Regions from separate parts of the Mus musculus genome. Here region 1 is linked to region 2. The links are chromatin contacts, called in public promoter capture Hi-C maps. All regions are on one chromosome and are shown on one strand. Each heading gives the region's core, a stretch centred on a gene start, on an enhancer-like site or on the middle of the called end of the contact. The rest is flanking DNA. Distances are from core to core; before and after follow the strand shown. Region 1 holds the start of Ubap2l (ubiquitin-associated protein 2-like). Region 2 holds the start of Isg20l2 (interferon stimulated exonuclease gene 20-like 2).

Region 1 (6,407 bases), core at 1,439-3,938, 2.1 Mb before region 2:
ACTCTAAAATTAAGGTGGAGAGCAACTGAAGAAAATGGACTATGCCACAGTATGGCTTCCACATATGGCACACACATGCATGCATACCTACTTACACATAAGTGTACACATATACACAAAGGATTTCTGACTTAAGTATACTAGGTTTGAGATGGCTATTTGAAACTTAAGGGTCTTTGTTTTTTTTTTTCCAGACAAGTTTTCTTTGTAGAGTCCTGACTGTCCTAGAGATCACTCTGTAGATTAGGCTGGCCTCAAAATTACAGATTCTCCTGCCTTTGCCTCCTGAGTGCTGGGATTAAAGAAATATGCCCAACTTCCCAGCCTTGAAACCTGAGTTTTAATGTCAGATGGTAGTTATATATACCAACAGGTTTCTCAATAGACAAAGTTCCATTAGAAAACATTTTTCTTTTTCTTTTCTTTTTTTTTTAAAGATTTATTTATTTGTTTTATGTATGTGAGTACATACAAAATTATGAAGGTTGTGAGCCTTCATGTGGTTGTTGGGAATTAAATTTTTAGGACCTCTGCTCGCTCTGGTTGGCCCCACTTGCTCAGTCCCTGCTTGTTCTGGCCCAAAGACTCATTTATTATTATACATAAGAACACTGTAGCTGACTTTAGATGCACAAGAAGAGGGCATCGGATCTCATTATGGGTGGTTGTGAGCCACCATGTGGTTTCTGGGATTTGAACTCAGGACCTTCGAAAGAGCAGTCAATGCTCTTGCCCGCTGAGCCATCTCGCCAGCCCAGAAGACATTTTTCTTAAAGCCAAGAAAAGCAAAGCACTTAAGGAGAAAGTTTAGACACTACTAGATTATTTACTTTTACTATTCTTTTTTTGGTTTTTCATGTCAAGGTTTTTCTACATTGCCCTGGCTGTCCTGAACTAGCTCTGTAGACTTGGTTGGCCTCAGAGATCCACCTGTCTCTGCCTGAGTGCTGGGATTAAAGGTATGCTCTACCAAGCCCAGCACGATTATTTAATTTGTGGACGCAGTCTGATGTGGCACATTATCTTGGTAATCTCATTACTTGTACTGTCCTTGCAGGAGGGCTGCTTTGAGGTTCCGTGGTGAGAGTTATTGGGTTACAATTGGGTGTTCAGTATGTCTCAAAATACAAAACAAAGAACAATAACAACATTAAAAAGTTGTTAGGTAATTTCTTTCTTTGGCTTTAGGTTTGACTTGAAAAGTATAACTAGGTGATTATTGCCCCGCCCCTTGCTTTCAGCAGTGTCAAGGATTAAACCCAGTCGTCTGCATTCTAAGCAAGCACAATGGGCATCTTTAAAATTCTGCAAAGGCAACCATTCTCACAACGCTGGAACCAACTGTAAGTGTTCTCAGCATCATGCTTAAACTAAAGCAACATGAAATATTTAGTAATTTTAGTTGAAGATGAGACATTTTACAGCTGAATTGGTTTAAATCTTAAGGTACATGTTGTGGAGCAGCAGTGAGCAGGAAGTTATTGCTTAGACTGTGGAATGAAAGGAAGCATATGAATAAAAGTCTTCTTTTAAAGTCCGAGAAAAATCTCCTTGTGCCAAAGAACAGGTTTACCTTGCATTCTAGTGACCTACCTTGGGGGCATTGTGTCCTACAGGAACATGAGGTCCCCTTCTAGATTTCATTGCAAAGCGCATGATTTGTCTCTTCACAAAAATAAACAGCAGTACGAATACCTGCCCAAAGAGATTAGAGCCATTTTAGTAATAGCAATAATTTTTTAAAATGTTCACTTTCAAAATCCCTGGGTTTAGGCCTTCAGAGCTGGATGCTTTGGGGCGAAGCCGGGTCGCTAAGGACGGAGGTGGGTCAGGGGCTAGTAACGGAGAGGCATGTTAATCTGGGCTCTAGAATTTAAGAGGGAGGGTTCTTACTTAGAGCCAGGCAGCTTTGACTTAAAGATCTCAGACTGTCTACGGATACAATTCGGAAGTCCAGAAACAAAACAAGTTAAGTGGCTGAAGAACAAAGACAGAACGGCTCAGGAGCCTTCTTTTCAGGAGTCCGGCTCAGAGGGTCGGGACTCAGACAAATGCCACAAGAGGAAGAGAATGGGGATCTCACCAGGCTCCCGTACGCCATCACCAGCACGACATTCACTCCAGAAAGCCAGTTACTACTAGACGCCATCGCCTCTCTCTCCGGGAACACCTGCTAGGACAGTCCCGCCGCGCTCGCGCGTTAGCCCAGGCTCTGCCGAAGCCAGGGAACCTAGGTTCCCTGGAGCTCTCCGAACATTTCCATATGGTTTTCGATTAAAAAAAAAAAAAAAAAAAAAACCAGGCTAGAGTCCGTCAGAAAACATGGTGGATGGGGGCGCTAGTTAAGCATCGGACCTTCCCGTCCCATTTCCCCACCCCCACCCCCTCCGCCACGTGACTTATGTCCGCAAAGGTACCTGGGAGTGCGGAGACGCGGAACTACGCCAGTAAGAGGAAGCCGAGACCTTACTGGAGTCACGTGATGGAGGCGGATCCGTGCGGGGCGGGGCGGGGGCGGGGCGGGCGCGCGGAACTCAAGAGCAGTGTTTCGTGGCGGGGAGGCGCGCGCACGCTGACGTGCGCGGCCCTTTCGCGTCACGTGCTGAGGGACGCAGGAAGGCAAGTGGGAGGGGGAAGGCGCGAGAGCGAGCGCGAGAGGGAAAAGGAGGGAGGGGGTGGGGAGGAGGGAATCTTATATCACGTGACAGGGGCGGCGCGGCCCGGGGTGTCAGTGTGGAGGAGACTGAGGTAAAGTTGGGAGCGCAGCGGCGTTGGCGGCGGCGGCGGCGGCAGCGGCAACGCGGCGGGGCCGGGTATTGTCCGCGGCCCCTTTAAATCCGCGATCCCCTTTTTACCCTCCCTTCTTTTCCTCTGTCCCCTCCGTATTCCTGTCCCGCGGTAGGCCCCCCCCACGCCGTGTGTCTCCCCACTGTACACCCTCCCTTCTGGTCTTGGGAACCCGGGCGTCCAACCTCCCCACCTCGAATTGGCCGCCGGGGGTTTTGTTTATAGTTGGGTTCGCGGCCTACTGGGCCGCGCCAGAGCCGGGGCCTCGATTTGGGAGCGTGGCCGGGGCGGGGCTTGGGGCAGCCGGAGGGGGGGGGCATGTGGCTAGAGCCTGAAGGGGGAGAGCGAGAAAGAGCGCGGGCGAGCGAGGCCTGGGCCCAGCCTGAGGTAGGGTTGTTTAGGAGGGTCAGTGTCTTGTGGAGAAGGCCTCCTCCCTCCCCAGTCCTCTCTGGGCCTCTGATCCGGATCCGGCCTGGTTTTGGGGGCGGAGGGGGGGTGGCGATGGGGTGGAGCTGCCCCAAACTCCCCCATGTGGCCCTCGGTTTGGAGTGCGGAGGATTAATTTGTTCCGGGTGGGAGGTAGAGAAGCGAATGGCCCCATGGGCTCTAGATGTGGCGCGGAGGGGGGTGAGTCTCCCATCCTCCGCGCGTGGGCTTCTGTCCTCTCTGTTCATTTCCAGCCTCTTTGTCAGCTCCTCTTATTACCCTGCCTTCTTTCTTACCGACCCTGGTCGTGGAATATATTTTCGCTGCAGTCTTTGACTTCCTGTTGTCTATACTGTAGTTTTGGCTACCCAAGCAGTTATCTTATTTGGGAAGCTGGACATGGAGGCCCCCGTGGATTGTGTTGCGCCTAAGGGATGTCACTAGACTGGGCATTTGTTCATTTTTCTCATAATGGGAATGGAATTCCAAATTTCTTGAGACCCTTCACCTGGTGGACAGCCCCTAAATTGTTTTGCAAAGTGATGTCACAAACAAGAGACTGTTTTCCACGATTCTTAAAATTTAGCAACCTCTGGTGTAGGTTGTTGTGGAAAGAAAAAACAGTTAAAGGCGATTTTGTTAAATTTGTTTTTGCCTTTGACTCACTGACTACTAAATGGAGAGATTATTTTTTGTCTCCACCTCCCATATTCTGCGTTGGGGATATCTGCTGTGTCTTGCTGGGAGGGGGGTATGAGTCAGTTTGACAACCAGCATTAGAGATTAAAATATTTGGATGTGTATCTGTTGATAAGACTGTGTTGTGGGTCCTATACCACTGTCTTTAATTATAGATCATCCCAGTGATTGTTTCTGTTGTGAATGGGAGATACTGCTGTCATGTAAAATAGTGAGGAAGGGCTAAATGTACTGGCTTTCCCCAGTGTTTCTAACTGGGAAGACTCCTATTAGATTGAAGGTGGTTGGGGAATGGGACACAGGTCTAGGAAAATTAGTTTCTCTGTTAGAAGTGGTAAGCCTTACCCATCCCAGTCCAACTTCAGAATGTCTGAATTGTTTCTCACATTAGATTGTAAGCTCCCTGAGAGCAGCAACTAAGTCACACTGCTTTTGTATTTCCTGAAGGATTGGACAAGTAGTAGATTCTCAATAAATACTTATTGTTTATTTTTTTCAGTAAAATTTCTCTGGCTATTTTTTTAAGTAGCTGGCTTTCAAAATGTAGTCAAGGGCACTTCTTTGTTGAAACCTGTACTTGTTCTGTAGTGTTCCCTTGGTTTCCAATACTTCTTTCTCATCCCACTTCCCTTAAGTACTTAGGTTTTCTATGAGTTCACAAAACAAGGCCACTCACTTTCACTGTATAACTCTAGGTATTCATCTTTGTTTGCTACTAAAATGTACTAATTCTGTGCCCTTAAGTGGTTTGCCCAGATTATTTACTTTTGACCTGTTGCTCATTGTTACTAATGAGGGGGTTAAATTTTTCTTAGTTACACATTTCAAAGTATTTCCAAAGAGGGAAATGGAAGTTAAAAGCAAGACTGATTAAAAAGATTTTTTTTTCTGGCTAGTTACATATCTTTCAATATGACTATATTTACATCTAACTTGTAAAATGTGCAGTGATCTATACAACTAATCTTACAGCTTATATTTATGGTATAATTCTTAAAAATTCATATACATGGAATAGAAACCATATAGCATTTTTAAACCACAGGAACAGGAGTAGGTTGGGATTGACTATCTTATAGCTAATTTTAAAACATAATTTTTCCTCTAGCTCTTCTCCCCCAACTATTGCTGTTTTGGATCCACCAGTACTTAGTTAAACAACACTTGTATTTTTGTAAATTAAGTATTGAAACAACTATAATGTTAGCTTGGGAAAGTGACCTAATACTATACTATTTACAGGTCTTTGTACATGTATGTTGGGGAAGAGGTACTGGTTAAAAATTAGTGCTGTGCCTGTTAAAACCTAAATTGGCGATGAGGAATGAAGTAGAAGTCTTTGTTCTTAATAACCACATCAAAAACAAAGACTTGTGCAACCTATTGACACTCCTTGGTGAAAAGCCAGCTTTTTTTCTGTGTTATCCAAGAAATGGGTGAAGTTCATGTCTCCACTTAATCCTTGCATATTTCTTTAGAACTCTCCTGACCTCAAAATTCAGTGTCTGCTGGGCAGTCTAGAATTACCTTGTATAACGTTTCGTTAGTGAACAAAAAAATGTAGAGCAGGAAAGTATAAATTTGTCTTCTTTGAAAAGGGATAAAACAATGAAAAGTAACTTGATTTTGAGCACACTATCATGATGATGAATGTTTCCTTTGTTTACTCAAAGCAGCAGATGAGATTACATTACAAAACAATATGAAGAAAGAGAACTTGAATTTAGTAGAACACTTATTTGATAGAAAGTACAGAAACTATGTTCTAGTTTTGAGAAGGCTCTATGTTCTATGTCTCTTCAAAAAGTGAAGCCATTCTGCAAACATTATCCAATTTAAAGTCATTTCCTAGAAGCCTTTTCAAACTTGGTGATAGGTGGATTTGATTGGGGGCAGATTTGGGATTCTCTTTTGTTTTAAGGTGAGTGGTGGAGAGTAATTGCCATTCTGTTTACTTGAAAATATATAGGAGACCAGCTGAAACAGCTGCAAAGGCAGTGTGTTGGAATTAACTGTCTAGGAAATAGATTCTGGGTAGTCACTAGGACTAACACATGCCCTAGTCATGAAGAGCTAAAACTGGAAATAAAAGGCTAGTTATGAATTTGTCTTTTCTAAGTAGTAGAAGTCACACACAGCTTGTCAAACAGTGTAAGGCTATGACTGTTTTTAATGTGTACTGGGTATTTTTTTTTCCTTCTAGCCCGGTTATGGCTATGAACCCTTAGGCCCTTAACTGAGCTATGCCCACAGTTCATCCAGTATTATAAAACTGCAATTTCTTTGATTTATAGACTAATCTAGAAGGTTCTTCCTCCTTTCCTCCCTCTCTCCCCTTTCCTCCCTCTCTCCTCCCTTCCTTCCTTCTTTCATGTCTGTCTATCTTTTGTGACAGGATCTTACTGTGTTGCCCAGGCTGGCCTCAAATTTATGATCTTCTCTGGTCAGCTTTCCAAGTGCTGGGATTACAGGTATGTGCTGTGCCCAACTCCTGG
Region 2 (6,316 bases), core at 3,359-5,858:
GACCACAGTGTACTTGTCAAGTACACTACAGGCACAAAGTGAAGCTAGCCCAACAGAGGGGCTCTGTGTGCTACAGGCAGGAGAGCTGCAAGGGCCAGCCTACAGCCTATAGCCTGGCAGTCCAGATAATGTGATGACCAGTGCAGAGTGCTGGACATGGAACTGGAGGCTCTGGTGTTTGCCCCGTTGTCTTTTCCAGCTATGCCATGCATTTCCTCCAAATGCCACAAGGCTTACGGTCCTGGATGCTCTAAGCAAGCCTGGAGGGAGGAGCAAGGCAGCGAGCAATTCCATGGCCTCGTCTTCAGTTCCTGCCTCCAGGTTTCTGCCTTGAATCCTGCTCTGATTTCTTCTTGGACTACAATTGTAAGCTAAAATAAACCCTTCCCTCCCCAAGTTGCTTTTAGTCAAAGTGTTTTTATCACAGCAATAGAACCTCTAAGAGAAGCCAGACAGTGGTGGTGCACACCTTTAATCTCAGCACCTGGGAGGCAGAGGCAGGCGGATTTCTGAGTTCAAGGCCAGCCTGGTCTACAGAGTGAGCCAGGACTATACAAAGAAGCCCTGTCTCAATAAAACCGAAAAGGAAAAAAAAAAGAGAGAGAGAAAGAAACTGGTTCTAGGTTGTCGGGTATTGCTGATGTAACACTAACCATGTGTTTTGGGGAGGATTGAAAAAGGACTTTGGAAGTTGGCACTGGAAAACCACCTAGTGTTCAAAGCTTAACGAGCTGTTGTGCAAACTTAGAGGAAGAATAATGCTGAGAGCAGTGCAGAGGATGAAGGCCTGGCTTGTAAAGTTTCAGAGAGAAGGTTGAAAGTTCCTTAAAGATTCTATTAAGGGCAGGCATAGCAGCGCATACCTTCCTTCTCAGCATTTGAGAAGCAGGGGCAAGACTGTCTCCGAGTTCATGGCCAGCCTACGAGATCGTGAGTCTCTGAACAGGACGCTTAAGCTGTGTAATGTTGGACTTTCTTTTCCTTTGACTGTGACTGTATCTATCCTGGCTCTTTTCTCTTGAAATAAAATACTTAACCTGTTTTTGATTTTCCAAGAACCCATAGTTATAAGACCTTAAAGAAATCAGGAATTCTAAAGACTTTAGATATTTAAGACTTTAAACTTTTTAAGTGTTTGAACTTTTAAAGACTATGGGACTTTTATTAAAGTTTGGAGTAAGTTTTATATTGTAATATTGATATTACTATGACATCTTGGGGACAACAAGAAAGGAAAGGTTGATTTAACAATGATATGTTTGTTAAGGTGACCAGGGTCAACTACTTAGTCATCTTGAGACATTTACCTGAGAAGAGAGAACCTTATTTGAGAAAATGTCTCCACTTGTCTGTAGACAAGTCTGTGCTGCCTTCTCTTTATGGTGACTGAAGCAAGTGCTGCCATCCCCAGACAGGTATTTCAAGAAAGCAGGCCGAACAAGCCAGGAGGGAGCAAACCAGCAGCAGCATTCCTTCATGGCTTCAGCCATGGAGTTCCGGCCTTGAGTGCCCACTCTAACTTCCCTCATGCTGGACTATTACTGAAATAAACCCTTCCTTCCCTCTTAAGGCTGCTTTTGGTCGTGGTGTTTTATCATAGCAATAGAAACCCTGACTAAGGGCTGGTGAGATGGCTCAGTGGGTAAGAGCACCCGACTACTCTTCCAAAGGTCCAGAGTTCAAATCCCAGCAACCACATGGTGGCTCACAACCATCCGTAACAAGATCTGACTCCCTCTTCAGGTGTGTCTGAAGACAGCTACAGTGTACTTACATATAATAATAAATAAATCTAAAAAAAAAAGATTATTTAAAAAAAAAAAAGAAACCCTGACTAAGACAGCTGGGCTCTACGGATTCCGGATTCAGTTGTTATGCTCGTGTAGCACGCACTTTTTGTGTAAACTTGGTTTTGAGACAGGATCTCACCTTGTAACTCGAAACTGACCTGGAACTCACAGAGATCCACCCATCTCTACCTCCCAAGTACTGGCTTTAAAACTGTGCTCCGCTGGGCAGTGGTAGCACACGCCTTTAATCCCAGCACTTGGGAGGCAGAGGCAGGCAGATTTCTGAGTTCGAGGCCAGCCTGGTCTACAGAGTGAGTTCCAGGACAGCCAGGGCTACACAGAGAAACTCTGTCTCAAAAAAAAAAAAAAAGGTGTGCTCCACCACACTCAGCCTTTGTTTTGTTTTCTGATGTGCTGGGGCTCACAGGTAAGAGTCTGCCTAAGCTTCAGAGACTCTGTTTAGACTGTTCGAAACGTTTGAAATTGAACTAAATCCAGTCCATAAATTTGTATTATAGGATAACTATGAGCTTATGAGGACCAAGGATGGAAAGTTTGGCTAAAAAGTATGATGTTTGGTCATAAGTTGACAGGGATGGACTTGTGACACAACTGTCTACTTAATAGAATTATACTAGAAGGCAAAGTTGAGCATGTCTGTGAGCTTTCAGATTGGGTCAACTGAGGTGGTAGGATCCATGTAAAAAAGAAACTAATCCTTACTCCAATAGGAAGCCTTCCTAATCACGTGACATTATTCTCCCTCCCTTTACCATCCTTTGACACCTCCCCAGAATATCACTTGCTGAAAGTCCTCTCCAGACCTCTCTCTACTGTCTCGACCCACGCTCCTCACCTGACTCCGAGCAGTCTTAAAGGGTGTAGCGTTAACCATGTGGCACTTCCGGATGCCACTCCATCTGGTCCGGTAGTTGACGATGTAGCAGGGGGGGAGGACGTACTCATCGTACAGCACATCACCATTGTAATTTACAATGCTGCATCGAGCCAGGGAACTAACGCGTCCCTTGGGTCCTGTGCCCACCATTTCACAGTCTATTGCCACCATCTTCCCTGGCAAGTTTTGGGGGACTGTAGGGCACTTATCTTCAGAACGAGCTTGGGTGGAGTTCGGTACAGCATTTTTCTTCAAGGGCTTCTTCTTGGAGCCTTTATCCTTTGACTGAGCTTGGGTGGAGTTCTCTGTAGCAATTTTCTTTTTCAAGGACTTCTTCTTGGAGCCCTTCTTCTGGGTGCTCTTAGTCTTTGGAAGGGCACTCTGAAACTCCCCTAGCAAATCTATTTTAGACACAACAGAAGCAGTCTTCTTTGAAGGAGCAGGGGTCAGCCAAGACAATGGTGCTTTCTTGTCTTTGGACTGCTCTGAGTCCCTCTTGGAGGCAGCTGCCTCTTTCTTCTTTGGGCATGGAAGGATCTTCAAAATGCCATCTACTCTTGAAGTTTCCCCTTTCTTTGGAGGTTCTGAGTTCAACTTAGACACCTTGTTAGGGGGTTGGTTCTTTTTATTCAGAAATCCTTTCTGTTCCAAGAACCTTCGCTTCTTGACAAAGCGTTGATGTTTGGCATTTCCTCCAAATGCCTTTTTCGAAGGTTGCCCAAAGTCTAAATTCAGGAGTATGGTAGACATGAGATCAGTGGATGGTGGGAGGAAGCTGGGAAGAATGGCTCACTGATAGCAAAAGGATGAGAGGCTCATCCTCTGTGGAATCCCATAGTTCAACATGTGGAGGTCTGCAATCAGCCTTGGGGACAAAGTAATCCTGATTCCCGCACCATAGGCCTGAGAGAAAAGAAGATCAGTTCTGGAAGACATAAGTGATAACTTCCACAAGCCCCAAAGCCCGGCTAACTACTGAAGCCTCCACAATTCACCTTTAGGTTGGTCTTAAAAGGGTTATTTCCCTTCTCCGGATCTCTGTGCCATTTTAAAAACTAAAGATGCTGGGGCTGGAGAAACGCCTTAGTAGTTATAACCTTGTTGCTCTCGCAGAGATATTAAGTTCAGTTCCAGGCACCCACGTTGTAGTAGTTCACAGCATCTGTACCTCCAGCTTCAGAAAAAACTAGATGCCTTCCGATCTCTGCAGGCCCCGGGCAATTAAACGATACACATACATAAATACAAACAAAACACTCAGACAAATAATAAATCTAATTACATAAAATGAGGGTGCTGAGGCTGCGGATAAAAAGATGTGGGACCCACGGAGATCGACTCTATCATGTCTATGAAGTCAAAACAAGGGCGTCAGATGAGACTTTTAAGTACCAGTGGTGAGAAGAAACAACACAAATACCCTCTGGATCACCCAGGAATTCTCAGCGTGCTACGAAATGAAGACCAAATCCAGGTGTCGCGCTCCCTCGGCTCCACGTGGGGGCGATCTCCTCACATACCTTACCTGTCTCCCACAGTAAGGACACAGTGGAGGGCCAGCCACCTCGGCCACCACATTCTTGACGATCCACGAACTATTCCCGAACACCCTATACACCTACCTCCAAGTTGGTTCCCCACTAAGATCGCAAGCGTCCGAAGCCGGATGCAGGCGCAGGCGCGCGCCGACGTATGCCGGGACGGCAAGAACGCGGGCGACAACGGGAAGGCGGCCGGCGCGCACGCGCCCGCAGCGCCCCCACCTCAGGCAGCGAGGCCAGCGACTCGGAGTGCGTGAGCAGCGGGAACGGCGGTGGCGGCGGCGGCGGCGTGGGTGGGGGCGGGGGCGGGATGCGCTCCCCGGCCCCTCGGGCCCCGTGGAGGTACAACTCGAAGGTGGTGGGCCGCGGGAAGCGGAACAGAGTGCGCCGGAACCGTGGTCCCACTTCCGGGAGGGAGGGTGGGACCTGCAGCTGACCCCCTCGCCGTAAGCTGGTGCTGGGCGCGCTTCTGTGACGTCTCCGAGTCCCCTGCGGCTGCGCAAATGGCTTGGCCCAGTGGAAGTCGTGACGTTGGGCAAGTGCGCCTTGTTCTAAGGATTTGTAATAGGACGGGATCGCCCTGAGAGGTGTCGTCGGGCGGGTTCGGAGTTCTTGCTTTGCGTCGGGCGTGCAGAATTGAGTCCGGTTTGGGTTGCATGGTTTCGTGGTACCGACCTTGTGTCTCCTCACCTCCTCCCTCCTTGCACCGACATTTCACGCCACAGGATGCGGGGCGTTTCAGCCCATGGCCTCTCGCATGAGGAGAGAAGGCAACTGGCTGTGGACCTCACCCGCGTCCTAGCTCACTACCGTTCCATCCTGGACGCCTACATCATCGTGAGGCCACCGGGCTGAGGGCGGGGTGCTTCTTGGGGGGCGGGGGGTGAATAGGAGCCCACTGCAGAGAAAATGTGGAGACAGCTTTTATCTCTTCCTAATAAGGAACGCGTTGACTACTAGAATACTTTTCACCCAGCCTTCTGACTCTAATACTTAAGTTTTGTTTGTTTCATTTGAAACCCCACAACCAACATTTGGCCATGCTACAGTTGCATAGAAACATACGAGAAACGAGATGTTCCATAGGATATCCTCCACTAAAGGCAATAAAGAGTGGGTTGGGGAAGAGGAAGTGCTTGGCCAAATGTGGTGTACCCTTGTAATCCTGTCACCTAAGAAGTAGATGCAGGAGAATCGGGAGTAAAAGGTTCCCCTGGGCTACAAAACAAGTTCTAGGGCAGCCTGGACTGGACGATGTTACTTTAAAAAAGGAGGGGAGGGAAACAAAACAGGGCAGACATACATAAAGTTACCTTTCTGTAATCTCGCCCCTCAGAAGACTAAGGCAGAATTGTCTTGACTTGCAGCCAGCTTAACGAGTGTTGAGACATGTCTCATTTCCCCCCAACTCCCCCCCACACACACAGAAGAGCACCAGCAAGGCTTGTGGGTGGGGTGATTCTCAACCTTCGTGATCCTACATCCATCCATTTAGTACAGTTCCTCATGTTGTGATCTCCAACTATAAAAGTATCTTTTGTTGCTACTCTGTAACTGTAATTTTACTACTGTTATGAATCGTAAATACCTGATATGCGGGATAGCTGAAGTGTGAACCCCCAAAGAGGTCCCAACCTACAGGTTGAGAACCGCTGTTTTAGGGTAAATGTTTGTCTAGGACTAACAAGATGGCTATGTGGTTAAAAGCATTTTTGTTTGTTTGTTTTTTGTTTTTTCGAGACAGGGTTTCTCTGTATAGCCCTGGCTGTCCTGGAACTCACTTTGTAGACCAGACTGGCCTCGAACTCAGAAATCCACCTGCCTCTGCCTCTGGAGTGCTGGGATTAAAGGCATGCGCCACCACGCCCACGCCCGGCTTCCTAACAAGGCTTTTAATTGCTCCTTAATTAGTTCATTATTTTCAGATGGGTACTCACTATGTTGAAATATCTCATGGAGATATTCTGGCCTTTGCCACCTGAGTGCTGGGATCCTTTAATAATAGACACCATACCTGGCCCCCACAGCCCCAGAATTTTAAAAGAACAAATGAATGAATTAAAATACACAGCTGTCTGGACCATAAA

Evidence for each region. Capture Hi-C pulls out chosen DNA fragments and counts their contacts.
Region 1: a contact with region 2 is called in a promoter capture Hi-C map of liver, with 4 times the contacts expected there. The contact joins the promoter of Ubap2l here to the promoter of Isg20l2 in region 2. A contact is called at or near these places in 2 of 39 promoter capture datasets (liver and pre-B cells) and 1 of 9 other capture datasets (liver).

What each region holds. Positions count from the first base shown.
Region 1 is chr3:90,048,796-90,055,202 of GRCm38.p6, reverse strand. It overlaps Ubap2l (ubiquitin-associated protein 2-like), which reads left to right and starts at 2,688. Exons shown (of 28, transcript NM_001165984.1): 1 at 2,688-2,748. It overlaps 4933434E20Rik (RIKEN cDNA 4933434E20 gene), which reads right to left and starts at 2,401. Exons shown (of 7, transcript NM_025762.3): 1 at 2,084-2,401; 2 at 1,594-1,695. The coding sequence starts at 2,149.
Region 2 is chr3:87,928,606-87,934,921 of GRCm38.p6, reverse strand. Isg20l2 (interferon stimulated exonuclease gene 20-like 2) reads right to left here and starts at 4,608. Exons shown (of 4, transcript NM_177663.4): 1 at 4,311-4,608; 2 at 2,647-3,591. The coding sequence starts at 3,438. It overlaps Rrnad1 (ribosomal RNA adenine dimethylase domain containing 1), which reads left to right and starts at 4,727. Exons shown (of 8, transcript NM_153562.4): 1 at 4,727-5,066. The coding sequence starts at 4,956.